Regions from separate parts of the Mus musculus genome. Here all the other regions are linked to region 1. A link is a contact called in public promoter capture Hi-C data. All regions are on one chromosome and are shown on one strand. The core of a region is the stretch at or near the end of the contact, and the rest is flanking DNA. Distances in the headings are between cores, read along the strand shown. Region 1 holds the start of Mtbp (Mdm2, transformed 3T3 cell double minute p53 binding protein). Region 2 holds the start of Ext1 (exostosin glycosyltransferase 1). Region 3 holds the start of Zhx2 (zinc fingers and homeoboxes 2).

Region 1 (3,731 bases), core at 409-2,908:
TAAAATAGACAGGAAAACAACACCCACATGTGGTAAAGAAGGCAGAGTGGGAGCTGTAACGGGTTGTCTTTACTCAAGACAAGAACCCTTCCACAAGCAGGGCAGTGGTGGCACATGCCTTTAATCCCAGCACTTGGGAAGACAGAAGCAGGCAGATCTCTGTGAGTTCAAGGCCAGGCCGGTCTACAGATAAAGAGTTCCAGGAGAGCAAGGGTTATATGGAAGCAAAACTCTCACAATGGGAACCCAGAATAACTTTTATAAAAACTTACAACATTCAAATATCAGGAAGGAATAGTAATGTAGTTGAGGTTTTCTTTAAGATACCCCCATAGCCCTGTGCCTCTCAAGTCAACAAGTCTTTCTTGTACTCCTAGGTTATCAAACTGACTGATTTCCAAAAAAATGCTGTGTCAGACTTTGGGGGTGGGGGGTGGTGGTGGATAGGAGAGGAATTTCATTACCATTACACTTCTGTACTTACCAGGGAATGTACTGTCATCTGGATGGATTGAATCGCTGATGCTTCTCTTCAAGAGGTGATAAATATTGGTTGCGGTCAAATCTATAAAAATAAAGACCTGACTCAGTCATCTAACTCAAGAGTTAACATAATCTAGGGCCTGTTTCCATTTCACTATCAGAGGATCTGAAGGCCAGTAAGTTGTAGACAGAATACATGTTGACCAAGTCTATTCAAGTGCTGACACCGCAGAGAAAACAGCCAAGTCTCCTCATTTGTATATGCTAATCAGTAACAAGAAATCAAAACTTCCTTCCAAAAGAAGTATATACGAACTATATACATTTCTTCCTAAAAATGTCTGCTTAATCAAAACAAGGAAAACGTAATATTGAGATTAGTCAAGTACGCCAAAAAAGCAATGCAGCTAAAATCTTTTAAAGCTGGTCATTTCTCTTTTTTTAGTGTGGAATGTTTCCTTCATAGAATGTAAAACTCAGATCTGCAGAACCTATCATTTCTTTCTGTGCTTTCTTCAAGGTGGTAGGAACGCCAAGGGACACTTCTTTCTGCAAGCATACCTTCCCTAAAAGCAAAAATTCGATGACTATGCCACCAGAAGATTCAACCAGGCAAATATTCAGTTCACCAAGCACTTGGGACACTGGCATCTAATACCCACAACTTTATATCTTTTCCATTGACATACTACTGCTCAGTTCTTATAGAAACTACTTCAGAGAGTTAGTTGCACGTTCCCGGGACCATTCGACCTATGCGCCTCCCTCCGGGATTTCATCAGAAACTCAAATCCTTCGCTTCCCCGCCGCCGGTCGTTCCCGCCTCTTCTCCGCCCAGAGCTTACCGGGCTGTTTGTCGGTGCTCTCCAGGGATGTCGCCTCAGTGCCAGGCTCGATCTCCCCACCCGCCACGGATCGAAACTTCCCTTCCCTCCAGGTGACCAGCAGCAAGTACCGATCCATCCTCTTCGCGCCCGGACTCAGTGTTAGGTCTCAAAAGAGCCGCGCGCAACGTGCACTTCCGGTTTCCTGCCGCTCAGGTTGGCTGCAAAATAATGTCCTACGTCGGTTTTCCCGCCAATTATTGTGGGAAATTATTCTCTCAGGAGCCACACTCTCTGCTCCTCTCATAACGAAACCGCTACCGGCGGGGACCCGAGTGTGGCGGGGAAGCAGATGAGCGCACGCGACGGCAGTAGGAACCTTCATGCTCGGGTGTCTGTGTTTCCCGCCGGACCCGTGGTGCTGGTTCCCCGGCGGGGCGGGTGCAAAGTAAAGGACGCCGCGGGTCGGAGAGCATGTCCAGCTTCTCTAGGGCGCCCCAGGTGAGTTTGCGCGTTTCGGGCAGGATAGTGTGCTCAGTACGCTGGCGAAAATGAAGAGCAGTGTTCACAGGGATTTAGTGCAGAAGCTGAGCTTTCAGGGAAGCTGACACCCGTACCCAAGAAATGCTTTAGGAGTCACTTACCAGAGGGTTGTGAGTCTGCCTACCACTTGATATCTTTGTTTTGGCTCCTTTCTCTCCTCAGTCTGCCCCTTTCGTGTCTTTTGTTCCTTGCGGAAAGAGAGCTAAAGTGAAATAATAGGTTGAATGACGTGGGGCAGTAAAAACCACTAAAAGATGTTTATTTTTGTTTAGTACAGTAGGGGAGGGGGAAGGGAAGGTGTGGAGCTGTAGCTGATGTAGCGTAGCATGCCTGGGTTCCATCCCCAACACCGCATAAACCTGGAATTATGGTGCACGCATGTTATCCTAGCACTTGGGAGGTGGAGGGAGAAAGATCCGAAGTTCAAGGCCAGCCTTCTCCGATACTTAGTGAGCTTGAAGTCAAGCCTGCGCTGCTTAAGACTGTTTATAAAGAATGAAGACCTGTTGTAGAGTTTTGACCTAGAAGTCTTAGGCATCAGAAGGATCAAGCAAGCACTCAAGCCGCCAGGTGGAAGATAAACTGTTCACAGATGGGAGATCTTTGAAGGGCTAAAGGGAGAATTCAGTTAGAATTCTATTTTAGTGTACCACACAAAATACTCATTTTACAAGTCAGGCTGAAACATTGGAGTTCTAAGAAGTCCACAATATATATTAAAGATTTGAATGTGGGTGTAAAGAGAAACAAGAATAACTTTTAAGAATTCTGGTTTGGGCAACCGGAAGGCTGACTCATAGGGAATACTGAAACTGAAGCAGATTCTAGATAGAAGAGAAAGAATTAGTTTCTGATATGTTAATCCAAGACAACTCCTAGCCTAACACTACTTGAAGTACATTTCCTTTAAATGTAGTTGTTACCTGTCTATAATCAGGTAAATAACAGATGTGAATATTTAAAACTTTGACAGCAAGTTGACATGTGGCAGTATTTCTATTATTTATCAAGCTTTTTTAAAGTATTAGTTCACATGGAATGTGGTAAACTTGTCTTTTGCGTATGCATAGGCTAGTTTAAAATTTAGGATAACTAATATGAAACCACAAGCTTATAAGTGTATTTTTCTAGCATATAATCCTTGTGTATATGCATATGAAAGTACCTGGACAAGATCTTTCTGGAATAGAGATAATTTCCTTAGTTTGGAGGCATTGAAGACAGTGATTTTATCAGATGACCTAAAGATGTCTTGGAAGACAGGCCTGTAATACCAGCTATTCTAGAGAATGAAGTGGGGATAGTTGTAATTTCAAGCCTTTGGCGGGTACAGGGTGAACTCGAGGCTAAGCTGAGTAACTTGGTGAGACTCTTGTCTCAAAAGCATGAAAGGGGTTAGTGATGGGTCTCAGTGGTAGAGTGCTTGCCTGGTTTCTCAGTTCTCACACACACATAGACATACTGAATCTAAGCTATACTGCTCTGATTGCATAGTTGTGTTTAGCTCTCCTAGAACTGAGTTCTTGAATAATCTTCAGTTGGCAGTTGGCCACTCAGCTTTCTGTGTAACATGCCTTACTATCTTAATGCCATAACAAGAAAAGACCTCAGAACTGGTAATGGAAACAAATTACACACCCACACAAACTAGTGATAGTCTGTTTTTCAAAGTAATTGCTGGCATTAGTTATAGAATACCCATAATAGTGTATAGTAATGGTTTTAATTGTTTCCATTTTAACTAGAATTTTCTTATTCTCTTTATTTCCTAGCAATGGGCCACTTTTGCTCGAATGTGGTATCTCTTAGATGGCAAAATGCAGCCCCCTGGCAAACTTGCGGTTATAGCATCCAACAAACTGCAAGGATTAAATAAACCAG
Region 2 (3,731 bases), core at 551-3,050, 2.2 Mb after region 1:
TCACTTCATCAATGAGAAGCTGAGAGTAAGCCGAGATCATTATTCCTAAGGTTCAATTGCAGAAACACGGGCTGAACGTGTTTCCCCTCACTTTCAGTACCATTTTTCTCCTACAACATCAACCACTAATGAACTGAATGCAAAGATGTGCTGTGAGCTGAGGGAACCACAGTTAGACAAGAAAAGCAAGAGACTTTGCCAATGCAGGATAAGAAGAGTCCTATCTTCTACAGGGTGCAGGTTGTTTGACAGCCAGATCTCAACACAAAGAGCTCTGTCTTGAAGACTGTTCATTGCAATCCCCCTGAGACCTGGGGTCACTTGTGGCTCTAATCTCTACCTTTACCTGAACCGTTTTCATCCTGCTCGGAAAATGACTGAACCCTTACTCTTGTTTCAGGCCTCTCTAAATCCTGTGGTGGGGACAAAGTAAATCATGAAAACCTACTTCATCTTTGGCAGGTTCAAAATGGGCAGAGGTTTCAGAATGTACCAAAATATCCCACCCAATATCTCTTCCCTTCTTTATTCAAACAAATCTGAAACAACAAAGGTTGAAAACTTTCCACTCTGCCTTATTATAACCATACCATGGGTACACAACCGGCTGGGGTTTTCAGTAGCCCGAGGGAGGTAGGGATGTGTCTGCTCCCAGCTCACTCACTCCCACAATAAACAATCACTAAACAGCTTGCTGCCCTAGGCAACTGCTTGTCCAGCTTGGCCAGGCTCTGAGGCTAGGGTGGGTAAGTGTTCTAAGCCAGAATTCAGGCTGTGAGGCCAGGTAATGCTTGGGAGTCTAGCACAGCTTGGAGGTCCTGGAGGTTCCTTTCAGAATCATCCAATTAAGTTCACTCAGAATGACAGGGGCTTGGGGCAGGGGAGTCGACAGAAGGAAGGTCAATTGAAGGAACCGTGGCACATTTATTGTAAATACATTTTTTTTTTTTTTTTTTTTTTTGCTTCAAAGGTTCCCTTCTACAGCTAGGGCCAGGTGACATCTTAAAAATACCACCTCAGGAAGAATAACAACACCGATGGGGGCAAAATGAAATGGCTTTCTTTTCAGCCATTAGATCCCTCCCGGCCCAATATCAGTGAATAGAACAGGTGGGAGGGATTCGGGAATGGAAGAGAGGGCACGCAGATCAGATGGCTTTAGGAGGTGTCTTCTCACACTCAGCCACAGATCCATCGGACTGTGACAATTCCTCCTTATTGTTGAGGATTAGGGTGTCTCGGCGAGGAAGACAGAAAAATAGGTGGATTACATAGGGGAATTAGAAAGACCACTTAAACGTTAAAAACAAGACCCACCAAAAAATTGGTCCTCAGCGGGTCCAAGTGTGGGGGGAGAGACATCCCGACCTGCGCTCGCTTTCCATGAAGTCCCCACCCCCCTTCCCCTCGCTTCTCCATTTTCAAGGCATCCTTCTCCAGGAACCGGTCCTCTCAGCCTCCCGGCGGGGAGGCGTTCCCGGCTCGTGGAGACCCGGGGCATCCCGAGCAGCGGGCTGCTGGCCACGTCCCCACACTTCCTCCCGCGCCTCTGGGGCCCGTCTGGTCCGGGTTGCATTCCCGGCCCGGCGTGCAGAAGGCCGGCGGTGGGCGACGCCCGGCCGGCTAGCGCTCCGCCCGCCGCCCGTGCGCTCCTGGGTCCCCGCGCCCGCGCCGCGCCGCGCCGCGCCGGCGCCTCTGCCGGCCGCCGGGGGTTATGAATGGGCGCAGCGGAAGCCCCGCCCCACCCGGACGTGACGCCCGGCCAATGGCAGCGCGGGCTGCGTGGATGGATGAGGTCAGCGCTGTCGTGTCGGGAATGGAATGTGTAAGTGTAACATTCAGAACCGGGTAACATTCGGCGACCGAACGCGGCGGTCGGCAGTGATAGCGCGGGGCCTGCGAAGCACCGCTCGGGGCCGGCACTGCCCGCGGGGAGGACGCGCCGCCGCCGCCGCCCCGCGCCGCCTCGTGCCGCCGGCCGGGCCGCCGCGCGCCCGGGGAGCCGGCCCCGTGAGCGCAGGAGTAAACACCGGCGGAGTGTGGGAGCCGCTGCAGAAGGGAATAAAGAGACATGCAGGGATTTGTGAGGTTACGGCGCCCCAGCTGCAAGATGCACTAGCCGGCTGAAGCCGGGGCGGATTGACTTGTTGGAACCGTAGTGCTCTGCACCGGAGTGTGGATGAGTTGAAGTTGCTTTCCCCGGGCTCGTTCTCCACGCCGCCGAGAGGAATCCGAGCGGAGAGGCAGTCACTTCGTCTTGCCATTGATTGGGTATCGGGAGCTTTTTCTTCCCTGCTCTCTTTCTTTTCCTCCGTCTTGTTGCATGCAAGAAAATTACAGTCCGCTGTTCGCCCGCCCTGGGTGCGAGATCTTCTGCCCGGCTCTCTCCCGTGCATTGTGCAGCCCAAAGATGAAAGACCGAAGGGGAGAAAGTTAAAGAAATCGCCCACATGCGCTGGATCAGTCCACGGCTTGGGGAAAGGCATCCAGAGAAGGTGGGAGCGGAGAGTTTGAAGTCTTTACAGGCGGGAAGATGGCGGACTGGAGCTGAAAGTGTTGATTGGGAAACTTGGGTGATTCTTGTGTTTATTTACAATCCTCTTGACCCAGGCAGGACACATGCAGGCCAAAAAACGCTATTTCATCCTGCTCTCAGCTGGCTCTTGTCTCGCCCTTTTGTTTTATTTTGGAGGCGTGCAGTTTAGGGCATCGAGGAGCCACAGCCGGAGAGAAGAGCACAGTGGTCGGAATGGCTTGCACCAGCCCAGTCCGGATCATTTCTGGCCCCGCTTCCCGGACGCTCTGCGCCCTTTCTTTCCTTGGGATCAATTGGAAAACGAGGATTCCAGCGTGCACATTTCCCCCCGGCAGAAGCGAGACGCCAACTCGAGCATCTACAAAGGCAAGAAGTGCCGCATGGAGTCCTGCTTCGATTTCACCCTTTGCAAGAAAAACGGCTTCAAAGTCTACGTGTACCCGCAGCAGAAAGGGGAGAAAATCGCCGAAAGTTACCAAAACATTCTAGCGGCCATCGAGGGCTCCAGGTTCTACACCTCGGACCCCAGCCAGGCGTGCCTCTTTGTCTTGAGTCTGGATACTTTAGACAGAGACCAGTTATCACCTCAGTATGTGCACAATTTGAGATCCAAAGTGCAGAGTCTCCACTTGTGGAACAATGGTAGGAATCATTTAATTTTTAATTTATATTCTGGCACTTGGCCTGACTACACTGAGGACGTGGGGTTTGACATCGGCCAGGCGATGCTGGCCAAAGCCAGCATCAGTACTGAAAACTTCCGACCAAACTTTGATGTTTCTATTCCCCTCTTTTCTAAGGATCATCCCAGGACAGGAGGGGAGAGGGGGTTTTTGAAATTTAACACCATCCCTCCTCTCAGGAAGTACATGCTGGTATTCAAGGGGAAGCGGTACCTGACAGGGATAGGGTCAGACACCAGGAATGCCTTATATCACGTCCATAACGGGGAGGACGTCTTGCTCCTCACCACCTGCAAGCATGGCAAAGACTGGCAAAAGCACAAGGATTCTCGCTGTGACAGAGACAACACCGAGTATGAGAAGTGAGTAAGGGCTGCCTCCCTTCGAGGCTCGGCCCTGGGCCCTGGATACCTGAGTCCAGGTGGGAGGGTGGGGGATGCGGGGTGGAGACAGAAGCCCTCAGTTCTGTTGCTTCCTTGGGATCCAGCGGCTGGGTTCAAGTGTGTGGGGTG
Region 3 (3,731 bases), core at 588-3,087, 2.1 Mb before region 1:
TTTTAAGAGAATTGTTGTGGGAAGTCCAAGAGCTTAGAGGGTCACAGAGAGGCATTCCAGTCTCCTATATCCTGCTTCAACAGGGAGCTGGCCTGAAAATTGAGGAGCTGTTCACTTCCAGAAAGAAAGAGATCTTCAGAGAGCAGCAAATGGAGAACGCTGGGCTTTAAAGGACAGTGATGCCTGGGGCCCCAGCTGAGCCTTGACTCTGAAGAGGGAGGGGTGTTTCCTCCTCCTCCCCGCCCCCAACAAAAGGCCTTCGCGGAACAGTGGAACACAGAGACCCCACTAGCTTTGAAGCCAATCAATCAGGTGGAAGTCTGGGCAAATCACGACTTGGCTGCCGCGACAGGTCTCCTCCACCCACCCCGTTGGATAAGCTCTCCTCATCCTCCTCCACCACCTTCAGAGCACAGTACAGCTAGGGGGCCAAAGGGACGTTCCTGTGATGCTCCTGTTTTCCAACTTTCCGAGCTTGTTGGTCTCCTGCAAAGCTGCTAGGGAAAGGGCAAGTTTGCAAAGCTCAGGATCCCAAGTCCTGGGGGAAGCCACAAAGACGCTCCAACGCCAGCCAGCAATGCTTAACCTCTTGTGGGGCAGACTGGAAAACGCCACGGCCACTTAGGCGGGAGACCCGGGTTCCGGCTGGTCCCGGCAGGCCAGGGACAGCAGGGCCCCCGGGGTCCGCGCGTCCCCCGCATCCCCCTCCCCGCGCACCTGAGCGGGGCGTGGGCACAGCGCCGCACTCAGGCCCTGCCCGCAGGTCCCTCGCCCGCCGCCCGCGCCGCGCTGCGCGCCGGCCGCCTGCAGCCACCGGGAGCGACGCGAGGAGAGGCAGCCTCAACACGGCGTCATGCTTCCTGCCACCACATTACGGCGAATCGTCACCAGGAGAGGGGAGCAGAGGGGAGAGCGGGGGAGGGAGGGGTGCAGCCACACGCAGCCCCCAGGCTTCCAAAAAGCGCCGAGACGGGGCCACGTCCCGGTGGAGTCCCCGCGGGACCTGCCCGGTTTGCACAAAGCGCCGCAGTTTGGCCAAGAAGGCAGGAAGCCGGCCACAAAATAAATAAATAAAAAACAGAGTCGAGTCTACGTAACGCCCTGTCGAAAGCGGACGCCATATTTTTTTGTGGCTTATGTCGACATAGGGAAACGTAGACATGTTTTTCCTCCTCCTCCTCGGTCTGGCTTCCATTTATCCAAACTTGTAATCAAAACTATTTCATAAAAAAAAAAAAAATCTCCGTACTCCTCTCCCCGAAACCGCGGATTTCCTCCCACCCTCAAAAAAAAAAAAAAAAAAAGAAGAAAAAAAAAGCCTGAACACCCCCCTCCCGCGCACCCCCATTCCTAACCCGGCCAAGTCCCATTAACAACACATTTTCGGGAGCGGCGGCGGCGGTGGGAAAGTTGGGCTGGAGTGGCGGGCGCCCGGCGTGTCGGGCTCCGGGCTGGCGGTGCCCGCTGCGGGTGCTCCGCGCCGGGGCGAAGTTTCTTACCTGCGCCGGGGCTGCGAACGCGGGGACCCGGGCTGGGAACGCGGAGACGAGGCACGGGCGTTCCAAAATGGAACTCTGCTGGCTCCCCCCACCCACTCCCCACTCCCCACCCGGCGCCCGACTCGGGCTCCGTGGGAAAGAGGTGGTGGTGGGGGAAAGCCAGCCTGGCAGACAGACAGACAGACAGATAGACAGAAAAAAGCCCCGGTACGGAGAACGGTTGATCGAATTTTTTAAAAGAAAAAAAAAAAGAAAAGAAAAAGAAAAAAAAAAGAAAAGAAAAAAGAAAAAAAGGGGGAAAATGCCTCGATCAGTGGGGAATCTACGCCAAAACCCACATGATCTGTAACGTCAGCATGCGTATTTGCATACGATACCACCACCGGAGCTGCCACCCGGGCTCGGGTTCCGCAGAAAGTTACAAAGTGAAATTCAGGCCCCCCCGCAGACTTCGGCAAAATGTCATTTTTAGGAGGGAGTTGCTGGTGGGGGGAGGCTGCCCCTAAAGGCTCAGATGAGTGGTCATCCCGGGTGTTGGGGGGGGGGGAGTGCTTAAAAGTCTGAGTCCAGTAACGGACTCATTGGAATTTTTGCGGGAAGAGGTGGGGGAGGCGCAAGCGAGATCATTGACTATTGAGCACGACCCGGCGCGCTGCCGCGGCCAAACCCTCTCGGTGCAATACCCATTTTCTTTATGAAAAGTTCAAGGTGTCACTGATGAGCTCAACAAACTGTTGATCCTCACCACGTGGAGTGGCGGACCGTGAGACCGCAGGGCGCTAGGGCTTGCCCGGCGCCAGCAACACCCCAGACTCCAGGTCCTTCTGCAGTGCGTGGGGGCAGAACGCGGGTGGGGTCGTCACGCGCCCTGGGCTCTGCTTGAGTTTCGCCCGCCTTCTGGCAAAAGAAAATAACAACATACTTTAAAACTTTTTTCTTTCTTTTTTTTTTTTTTTTAAATCGAGATGCGTTTTACTCCCGGAATAGTAATGAGAGGGCTTGGGAATAGGGCGGGGAAGAAGGCGCCCCACTTACATAACCACTTGAAGTTAGATCACTTTTGCTGGGGATTTCCGCTTGCGCCTGAGCTCAGTCTGGTTAAAGATCTTCAAACTTTTTCCCTCCAAACCCATAAACAAACAAAGACACCCGGGGAGCTGACTCAAACTTGTGTGGCCCGAATTCACAGCGATTCTCAGCTTCGGGAAAATGCACACGCCTGCAGCGCGCACACTGGAGTCCCCCAGAAGCGAGACGGGTCATTTTCGGAGCTGGGACAGCCGCGTTCCCGGCGAGAGGGGTCTCCAAACGAGCCCTCCATCTGCGTGCGTGCGTGTGTGTGTGTGTGTGTGTGTGTGTGTGTGTGTGTGTGTGTGTGGTGTCTGCCCTTTGCAGCCCTGGGAACCGTGAACTAGAGACCCGGCTGCTGTGCTCCGGCGATCACGCAAGGTTAAAATTCTCTAAGGGAGCATCCGAGGGAAGATGACGGACCTAGCAACCTGTCAGCGTTGTGCATTCTTGCTCTCAGAGACCCTTTCCCCCTTCGCAGATTCTGGGGGCGTTTGGGAATTTGTTGGGTGTGAGCGCTCTTGGAGCCCACCGTAGGGGGTGGAGGCTAACTCTGGGACCCAGATTTGACACTAGGAGTTACTGGAGAAAACAGAGGGCTTGGGACTTGAAGACTGCGGAATTGCCTCCCATCCTGCGGATTAGCAGGCGCATCGCATTCCGGCTTCCCAGCCAGCTCTGCTCCGGGGAATTAGAACGAACTCTAGCGGCCGCTTGCGACTCCGCTCGGGGCGCCAGGACAGCAACAGGTGGCTGTGTACTGCGGGGTGGCCAATGGCGATGACTTAGTCTAGAGGAAGACTGGTTTTGGGGGCTGATGGATGGTCACGGCTCTAGGGAGCCTCTGCTGGCATTTTTCTTTCGTATTAGGTTTTTTTTTTTTCTATTTAAGATTAAATCAGCGCGCATGCTAAATTTCTTACTTGCCTTCCAGCTTTAGTTGGGTTATTGCTAACTGAGGGTGGAGGGGTTGCCTCTCTCTTCTCCCTGCCCCCCACTCGTCTTTGTCCGTCTGTCTTTTTCTTCCTAGATAGGTTTAAAAGCCCAGAAAACCGGATTCTGACTGTGGACTGGCTTTAGTGCTTCCTTTCTTACGAGAGACAAAATCCGACGGGGTTCTTAGGAGGATTCCATTCAGATCTTTGTTGGTGACTATAATCCGGA

What was found. Promoter capture Hi-C pulls out the DNA fragments that hold promoters and counts their contacts. Capture Hi-C pulls out chosen DNA fragments and counts their contacts.
Region 2: a contact with region 1 is called in a promoter capture Hi-C map of liver, with 4 times the contacts expected there. A contact is called at or near these places in 1 of 39 promoter capture datasets (embryonic stem cells) and 2 of 9 other capture datasets (adipose tissue and liver).
Region 3: a contact with region 1 is called in a promoter capture Hi-C map of hippocampal neurons, with 5 times the contacts expected there. A contact is called at or near these places in 6 of 39 promoter capture datasets (the 3T3-L1 cell line, embryonic stem cells, hippocampal neurons and 2 more), 1 of 484 Hi-C or Micro-C datasets (liver) and 3 of 130 datasets of targeted methods (embryonic forebrain, large pre-B cells and pro-B cells).

What each region holds. Positions count from the first base shown.
Region 1 is chr15:55,555,335-55,559,065 of GRCm38.p6, reverse strand. It overlaps Mtbp (Mdm2, transformed 3T3 cell double minute p53 binding protein), which reads right to left and starts at 1,658. Exons shown (of 22, transcript NM_134092.3): 1 at 1,329-1,658; 2 at 485-565. The coding sequence starts at 1,446. Mrpl13 (mitochondrial ribosomal protein L13) reads left to right here and starts at 1,754. Exons shown (of 7, transcript NM_026759.3): 1 at 1,754-1,808; 2 at 3,623-3,731. The coding sequence starts at 1,782.
Region 2 is chr15:53,344,252-53,347,982 of GRCm38.p6, reverse strand. Ext1 (exostosin glycosyltransferase 1) reads left to right here and starts at 1,800. Exons shown (of 11, transcript NM_010162.2): 1 at 1,800-3,581. The coding sequence starts at 2,620.
Region 3 is chr15:57,692,773-57,696,503 of GRCm38.p6, reverse strand. Zhx2 (zinc fingers and homeoboxes 2) reads right to left here and starts at 1,837. Exons shown (of 4, transcript NM_199449.2): 1 at 1,500-1,837.